Linked DNA regions of Sus scrofa: region 1 is linked to region 2. Evidence: chromatin contacts called from public HiChIP or PLAC-seq data. All regions are on one chromosome and are shown on one strand. The core of a region is the stretch at or near the end of the contact, and the rest is flanking DNA. Distances in the headings are between cores, read along the strand shown.

Region 1 (4,120 bases), core at 278-2,777, 160 kb after region 2:
GGCTGTCTCTCACTGCCTGGAAGAACTGGGGTGGACATGGTGGCGATAGCTGGTCCTGCAGCTCTGACAGCGTTTGAAAATTGTTTCTTGTGCATTGGAAATGAACCGAGGTGTTCCCATCCTGGCAGGGCGGAAATGAATCTGACTAGGAACCATGAGGTTGCAGGTTCGATCCCTGGCCTCGCTCCATGGGTTGAGGATCCGGTGTGGCCGTGAGCTGTGGTGTAGGTCGTAGAACGTGGCTCGGATCCCGCGTGGCTGTGGCTCTGGCGTAGGCCGGCGGCTGCAGCTCCGATTCGACCCCGAGCCTGGGAACCTCCATGTGCCATAGGAGCGGCCCTAAAAACACAAAAGACAAAAAATAAAAAGAAACCGATACCTCCCTTTCAGGTAGACAAAAATGTGAGAATATATTAACGTGACTTTTTAAAATAAAAAGGCTGAAATAGATAAACAAGGACCTACTGTATAGTACAGGGAGCTGTATTCCCTGTCTGGTAGTAACTTACTGCAAAAGGGTGAAAAGACTGTGTGTGTGTGTGGAGTCACTTTGCTGTCTACCCGAGGCGGTGTAAATCAACTGTACCTCAATTAGAACCTTAAGAAGTGGAGTTCCTGCTGTGGCTCAGCAGGTTACGAACCTGAGTAGTCTCCATGAGGACACAGGTTTGATCTCTGGCCTCTCTCAGTGGGTTCGGGACCCAGCGTGGCCGGGAGCTGCTATCTAGGTCGCAGACGAGGCCAGGATCCCGGGCTGCTGTGGCTGCGGCGTAGGCTGGCAGCTGCAAATCCCATTTGACCCCTGGCCTGAGAACCTCCACATGCCGCACCTGCGGTCCTCCCCCGCAAAATTAAGAGTTCATAAGTATTTTAAAAAATCACATAAACGTAAAAGGAAAAGGCTGTACGTTCTTGCGTCTCTTCTCCTCACCAGGCTCTCACTGCCTCTTCTGTGCTGAGTCCTCGCTGGGCCGCCTTCAGTCCCTCAGCGGCCTTGCTGGTGGCACCACCCTGATCACAGAGCTTCCCGCCTGCTCTGTGGTAGGTGTCGGCCCGGGGCAGTCAGCTGGTGGGCAGAGCTGGAGGCCTCCTCCGTCCCTCTTCTCAGCCGGATGCTCCGATGCGTCTGGTCCAGTCGTGAGGTTGAAGTTAAAAGCTGAAGGACTTGGCTCTGGGGCACCTGTCACTTGTTTATGGCACTCAGCCACCCAGAAAATACCCAGTTCTCTAAGGACGCACCGCCTACCACGTGTGGAGGAGTTGGCAGAAAGCAGCAGCAATTATAACAGCTCTCACTGGGGGCTAATTAATGGTCCGAAATGCAGGCAGAGTAAAACACGGCGTGGACGTGGGGAAGAGGGACACGGCGTGGACGTGGCCTTTGGCACCGAGGGCAGGAAGTTTGGGTTTTGCTCGTCCGTAGCTAATGGGCACTTTGAGCCGTCGGCCGCTCTGGAGGATGAGCAGCAGTGGGGGTTGGTGTTGTTCTGGTTGCTTAGCGAGTTATTACCAAACATTAGCACAGTCAGAAGCATTATTACGCTGCCGCCGGGGTGTGGCTCGGTTCTGCAGAGGCCCCGCTGGAGCCGGGAGGGGTCGAGCTGTGTGGCGTTGGCGGGAAGGAAGCTCAGGGCCGGCTCTGGGGCCGCCCTCGTGTCCTGTCCTGCAGAGTCTGTGTGGTTGGACGTGGGCCCCAGGCTGGCGGGAGTAGACCAGGGGCACAGGTACGGAATCAGTACGTGGGTTGAACAGTCACGGTAATTTTATTCGCAGCGAGAGACTTTAACAGCTCTTCGTAGGATGAATCATACTTGTTGAATGAGTGCTGACCTGGGCTGGGGGGCCAGGGTCGCCACAAGAGCTGAGCAGAGCTGAAAGTAGCACAGCAGGTTGGTTGGTTTTCTTTCTTTGTTTCGAAGGAGCACACCTGTGGCATATGGAAGTCGAATCAGAGCTTCCGCTGCCAGCCTGCGCCGCAGCCACAGCAACGGGGGATCTGAGAGGCATCTGCGACCTGCACCCCAGCTCACGGCAACGCCGGATCCTTAACCCACTGAGCGAGGCTAGGGATCGAACCCGCATCCTTATGATAGTCAGGTTTGTAACCTGCTGAGCCACAATGGGAATTCCAACATTTATTTTTTACTTTTCTATTCTTTTTTGCTTTTTTAGTGCCACACCCGCAGCACATGGCGGCTCCCAGGCTAGGGGTCGAATCAGAGCTCTAGCCACCGGCCTGCACCACAGCCACAGCAACTCGGGGATCCGAGCCACACCTGCCACCTACACCCCAGCTCACGGTAACCCCAGATCCTTAACCCACGGAGCGAGGCCAGGGATCAAACCTGCAACCTCATGGTTCCTAGTTGGTTTCATTTCTGATGCACCATGACGGAAACTCCTCCCAATATTTTTACACATAGGCAATAGTCTTTATTTCTGTGGGTAGTTAATTTTTAAAAGAATGGGTGGTTTCAGGAAGCATGGGGTGAATTTAAATACTTTCGGCTTTTACTGGAAGCAGTCATCTCTACCAGAGTATTTTTGTCATGGCTTCTCTTCCCTGATCTTTGGGGAGCAGGTTGTGACTCATGAGGACGTGCGCTTTTGGGGGGAGTGTTTGTGTAAGTATTTTTAGCCGGAGGAAAGTTGGAGTCATTCCAAGAAATCTAGATGACAACCTGAAAAACAATGTGCCCAAAACTTTTCAATTTAAAAATAATCTGCGTTCTCCTTTGGGGAAAAACGAAAGTATCAACAGTACCTTCAGCTCATCGGCTACTCCTCCTGCGATGCTCCCGCCGTGGCGCCGCAGGGGCGGCAGGGCCTCGGGAGCGCTGGGCCGCGGCGTGCTGCCTGCCCAGCACCGGGGAGCTGCAGCTGCGGCTCGGATCTGATGCCTGGCCCGGGAGCTCCCTGGGCCTCGGGGTGGCCAAAAGAGAAAAAATTCAAAAGCCACCCCCCCCAGAAAACCCTGCTCTCCTGGTCTTGTTTGATTAAAGGGCTGACGGTGACCCCTTGGTCCGCCTGTGCATCGGGCCGGCCCCCGCAGACAGGGCTCCACACAGACAGGTGTGTTCCAGCCTTTTAACAGCTGCCTTGCTTTTCCCGCCTCTGCAGTATGATGTGAGCCTGTGACCATGGACTTTTCTCGGCTCCACATGTACAGCCCTCCCCAGTGCGTGCCCGAGAACACTGGCTACACGTATGCACTCAGGTGAGCTGCGCCCGCGGGTTCCTCTGGCTGCTGCGGTGCTGGGGCCTGGCTTCTCTGCGCTGAAAGCGTAGCTGTCCGTGAACTTCACGTTCTGCTGTGGCTTTACGAAGCGGCCAAGGCGATGCGGAAACTGCGAGGCCGTTTTGAAAACCAGGTGTCTCTGATGACCCAGGGGTTCATCCCTGCAGATGAGTTCCCGTCGCAGACTCCACCTCGGGAATGCATCTCGGTTTCAGTAGGGCTTTGTGATTTATGTTAACTGTGCGTATTTTATTTTATTTTGTTGTCTTCTTGCCTTTTCTAGGGCTGCTCCTGCAGCATATGGAGGTTCCCAGGCTCGGGGTCGAATCGGAGCTGCAGCCGCCGGCCTGCGCCAGAGCCACAGCCACGCGGGATCTAAGCCGAGTCTGTACCCTACACCACAGCTCACGGCAAGGCCGGATCCTTCACCCACTGAGCAAGGCCAGGGATCGAAGCCACGACCTCGTGGTTCCTAGTCAGATTCGTGAACCCCTGCGCCACGACGGGAACTCCTGACTGTGCGTGTTTTGAAGTTAACCGTAATAACCTGGAAAGTGACTTGCCTTGGAGAGAAGGCGTCATCGGCAAAGCCCGGGGTTTCAAGACCGTGCCTCCTGTCAGGTGCGATGTGGAGTTCTGCTGTTACACAGGCTCTATGCGGCGCTGCGGCGCGACGTTGAGCCTTAAAGTTGACTCGCTCTTTGCCTCTGCAGCAGAAGGGATGATGGGAGGGAAACTTTAGTTTTACAAAATTACCCAAAGGCAGAAGGGTCACGGGGTCGCTGAGAGACTGCCTGGTGGTTGGAGAATCTCTTGCATGCCTGTGAAGATGTTGCTTCAAGCTCACGAGGAAAGTGGTCGCAGCAGTCTCATCAGTTGCTT
Region 2 (4,334 bases), core at 1,596-4,095:
CCTGGGAAGGGTGGGGATCGAGACAGAGGGTGTCCCAGGGGCCACCTGTGGGGAGCAGGGGGCACAGGCAGAGGGGAGGGGCAAGGACGCCCAGGTCTGGGGGTTGGAGCTCCAGGAGGGGGTGCTGTGAAACGGGTCTGCAGACTCCCTGGGGCCCCACCGGCCCCACCTCCACCCTGCCCCAGGCCACAGCCTCACGGCCCCAGAGCATCTCAAACCCAGGCTCCGGGGGGCAGGGGCCCCAGGGGTCCACCCCCACCGGCCAGGGATCACGGAGCGTCCTGGCCGCCCTCGCCGCTCCAGACGCACCGCGCAGGAGCGCTCCGGCGGGGACCCCACGGACGCTGGCTGACTTGGAGAGTTTACACTGGGGTTGTCTACATTCGAGAAGTTTTCCTGTCATGGTTTATTTAGTCTACAGAAAGAGTGAACCGGGAGTTCCCACGCACGCTGGGGGCTCGCCCTCCTGAAGCAAGTAAAACCTGCGGGGAGCGCGGTAGGAGACAACGATAACCCCACAAAAGCTAAGTAACAACTTTTCTTCAGACTTGGGCAGCTTGCAAGCCTCGCGTGGGGGCCTGGGGGGCGCGGGTGGGGCTCAACCTGAGCTCTGCGCGCCCCGACCGCCCCGAACCCGCTGGGCCTCTGCCTCTGGCTCTCAGTCTCCCTGCCCGTCTCAGGCTCCCAGGGCTCCCGAATCAGCCGTTTGATTCATTCTGATCCTTGAGCAGATGCGTGGGTGCCTGCGCCTCTGTTAATGTTAATCATACAGTCATTCAACAAATGTTTGAGCGCCTACTGAGTGCATGGGGCTGGGACACAGCAGGACAAGGACGTCCTGGAGGGGCTGGGCTGCCTCCACAGCAGGACCCTGAGCTACACAGGGTCTCCACCCCAAGGACGTCGAGACACAAGGCACAGCATCCTGAGCTCAGCAGACCTCTGACCAAAGCCTGTTTGGACCAAGATCTGGAAACTGGGAGGGAATGGAGACTTTAAAACAAGATTGCAAAGAACGCCCATTGGGGCTCAGCGGTAATGGACCCAACTGGCAGCCGTGAGAACTCGGCTTGGATCCCTGGCCCTACTCAGTGGGTTAAGGATCCGGCGTTGCCGTGAGCTGTGGTGTAGGTCACAGACACGGCTCGGATCCCATGTGGCTGTGGCTGTGGTGTAGACCGGCAGCTGCAGTTCTGATTCCACCCTAAGCCTGGGAACCTCCCTGTGCTGTGGGTGCAGCCCTAAAAAAAAAAAAAAAGCAAAACAGGACTGGACACTCTTTGATGCTTCTCCCGTCAAGAGGCGAATGGGGGCTTCGTCCCCTCCCTGTGTCCAGGTGGGACAGTGGGGGTGACATTGCGTGACGTGGGACACCAGGCCCCAGGAGGTGGCGCCGGCTCATGCTCACCTGGAAGCCTTTCTCCTGGGGGCTCCAGGCCGAGTGGGGATCTGGCCCTGCCACGTCCAGGGCGAGGGAAGGGGGGGTGTCCAGCCGTGAGTCACCCCCATGATTCAAGCCTCCACGGCGGGGCCCTGGCACAGAGAGCTGCCAGCCTGGCCCAAGTGGCACCTGCAGAAGCCACCAGATTCCGGGGAACGTCACACAGCGTTTGCAAACTGGCCGAAGGCTCGCTGCACCTGTTCGCTGTCTCCCCAAAATTGGGGGCCCCTCGTTCTCAGAGCCTGGCCCCAGGGGCTGTTCCTCTGCATGAGCAGGAGAAAGGGGCAGAGGGCACGCATCCCTGCTGGCAGGCCCAGGAGGGAGCACCGCCGCTGCCTTGCGGGGCAGGTGGCGGGGGAGGGGCAGGCCTGGCCACGCGGGCCCGATGGCCCCCGTCTGGGTAAAGCCTGGGGCCGCCTGGCTCTCGTCCTGAACGCGTGCGGCGTGGCCGGATTCCCCTGTGAGAGCAGTGCCCAGTCTGCGTGTGTTCCCTCGGCACCGGTTCCCTGCTCAGCGCCTTCCTCGCACCACCCGGCTCGTGCACAGCCAACCCCAGGAAGCGGTTACTGCTCACCCCACTTTAGAGATGCGATGGTGGAGCCCAGGGACGTGAAGGAACTTGCCTGATGCCCCAGCGCTCCTAGGAAACAGGACCGGCCCACCCGAGGCTGACCCTGGTGCAGGCCAGCACCCCAGGTCAGGGATCGCCTGGCTCGTGGTCCAGCGTGTTCCCGTGGTACCCCAGCCTGTTCTCCAGCTGCCCAAGCGAAAGGATTGTTTGAGCGCTGAGGTTGGTGAGGGGTCTGGAGGGGAGGTCTCCAGTGAAATGCCGCAGGGCTCTGTCCTAGAGGCGGACCTGAAACCAAGCTAGAGCAGAGCCCCTGCTGGGAGCAGCAGAAGCAAACGCAGCAGCGCCTACGTGGCTGCAGGAAAGTGCACGTGTGGACTTAAACATCCACTGCGCAACGTAGGATTTCTTTGTTAAGCAAGAGCCACGAATGGTTCCGGGAGCCTCGGGGGTCCCCAAGCCCGCCGTGGGGCTGGGGTGTCCGGGCCCAGGTGTACAGACTAAGGAGGCCTTCCTGCCCTTGGAGCCCCAGTTAGAACCAGACCAGATGAGCCCTGGACGGGGGAGACGACAGGGCCGGAGCAGAGATGAGTCAGCATCTTGGAGTTGGGTCCCGCCCCCGGAGGCCCGAGAGGTCAGTGGGTGGGTGGCATTGGGACAGGCTTCCTGGCAGGGCAAGGGCAGACCCCAGGGACCTATCCGGTCTGAGCCGCTGAGGCCTGCAGGACCCTCAGGTCTCCCGGCCGGACTGGCCGCACCGAGCCACCCTGTGAGGAGCCACCCCTCCCCCGGGTCCCACGCCAGCTGCCGGCCAGGCCAGGCGGAAGTGCTTGACCTCAAAGTGAGTCAACCCCCGCCTGGCTGATTCAGCCACCGAGCTGGGCGAGGTGAGGCTGGGCCTGGCCACTGAGGGCCCAGCTTGCCCAGCAGGCCTGCCGGGGCCGCTGGGGACCACAGGACCTCACTTCTCCACACTTTGGGGGCCCGCCGCCCCCTTCTTCAGACAGGAGCAGAGGCTCGGAGAGTGCACGTGCCCGAGGCCCGTGGAGGGCAGAGCTGGACCGGGAGCCCAGGACAGCCCCCAGCAAGAGGGCCCCACGGCCACCTGATGGCTTCTGTCCTTGGATCCTCCAGCCAGAGTTCCAAATGCTGAGGGAGTCAGGAGCGTCAGGAACAAGGCGCAGTGACTCCGAGTGGATGAGTGAGCACTTGGACCGGCCTGCTGTCCAGGCTCGGGGGCCACCCTGGGGCTGCCCCCACACAGAGGCACCCCTCCCTCCCTCTGGACGCCCCCACCCCCGCCACTGTGCTCCCCGTTCCACCAGCCCCAGCCCTGCCTGAGCCCCACTTGAGCCCACCCAGCTCAGGGAGGGGCTTTTTCCACGTATAGTCTGGGGGGTGCTTTCGTGGGCTACTTTAGACAGGGACGGGCGAGGCCCAGAGACGTCAAGGGACTCGCCAAGGCCACACAGCAAATGGCAGAGCCCCAAATGCGGCCTGGGGCAGGGAAGGGCGGCCTGCTGACCCCTGGGTTTCCCCTCTGCTCCCGCCTGTCCTGTCCCAGGAACGCCCCCCGGTTAGGGAAGCTGCAGCTTCACCCCGCCACTCACTCCCAAGGACCTTCTGTGGCCGAAAGCAGACTGACCCTGGCGCCCAGCTCTCTAGCCGCTCCTCTCCGCCCTTCTAGTGGAGCCCAGACCCCTTCCCAGGGTCTCGCAGGATCTGGCTCTCACTCCCCACATCCCACCCCACACCCCACCTTTCCTGCTTCCAGCCTCCCCTTCCTGCTCCCTAGACACCAGCTCCTCTTTCCCTCCCACACGGAGAGATCGGGGGACCCTGCACCCAGGCTCCTCCAGTGTGACCCCCCTGCAAAGACCTCAGCAGGACGGGACGCTGGTCCAGCGGAGATGCAGGGCGTCCCACGGGGCAAGACCGCCCTCCCCCGAGCTGCTCTGTTCCTGATGCTGGCCCTTCGAGGATGTCTCACATGTGCTGTCACATGCGGGCAACCCCGTGGGGTCGGGCATCATTCTCTGGAGGTCGCCCGGCACTAAGGAGCGTCCGTGCTGTGAGCCTCACGCTCAGCGCCTCCCCCACGGAGGAGGTCTGGGTGTTTCCGGTTCCGTGGGTGAGGCCTCGCGACCTCGCCGTGCAGGGGTCCCCGGGAGCGGGGCTGCGTGGTTCTGGGGTGAGTGCCCGGGCTGCGCTGGCCGTCCTACGGCAGCTGCACGTCTGGCTTCATTTTGGTTTTTGACAGAAGGCACCGATCACCAGAGCGGCCGCCCCGGTTTGCGTCCCCACCAGCCACGTGTGAGCGACCCC

What was found. HiChIP or PLAC-seq counts read pairs in DNA pulled down with a chosen protein or histone mark.
Region 1: an H3K27ac HiChIP or PLAC-seq map of alveolar macrophages shows a contact between it and region 2. The contact joins two enhancer-like sites. A contact is called at or near these places in 1 of 47 Hi-C or Micro-C datasets (retroperitoneal adipose tissue) and 1 of 2 datasets of contacts at active chromatin or transcription factors (alveolar macrophages).

The regions. Positions count from the first base shown.
Region 1 is chr3:498,239-502,358 of Sscrofa11.1, forward strand. It overlaps SUN1 (SUN domain-containing protein 1), which reads left to right. Exons shown (of 24, transcript XM_021085939.1): 2 at 3,121-3,217. The coding sequence starts at 3,141. Among named protein-coding and RNA genes, the nearest start is that of SUN1, 14 kb to the left of the region's middle. Within about 2 kb of position 1,528, at least 42 of the 83 cell types and tissues checked have an H3K27ac peak or open chromatin away from gene starts, as enhancers often do. A contact at or near this core is called in alveolar macrophages and retroperitoneal adipose tissue, where this site is marked.
Region 2 is chr3:335,561-339,894 of Sscrofa11.1, forward strand. No RefSeq gene overlaps it. Among named protein-coding and RNA genes, the nearest start is that of PDGFA, 15 kb to the left of the region's middle. Within about 2 kb of position 2,846, at least 18 of the 83 cell types and tissues checked have an H3K27ac peak or open chromatin away from gene starts, as enhancers often do. A contact at or near this core is called in alveolar macrophages and retroperitoneal adipose tissue, where this site is marked.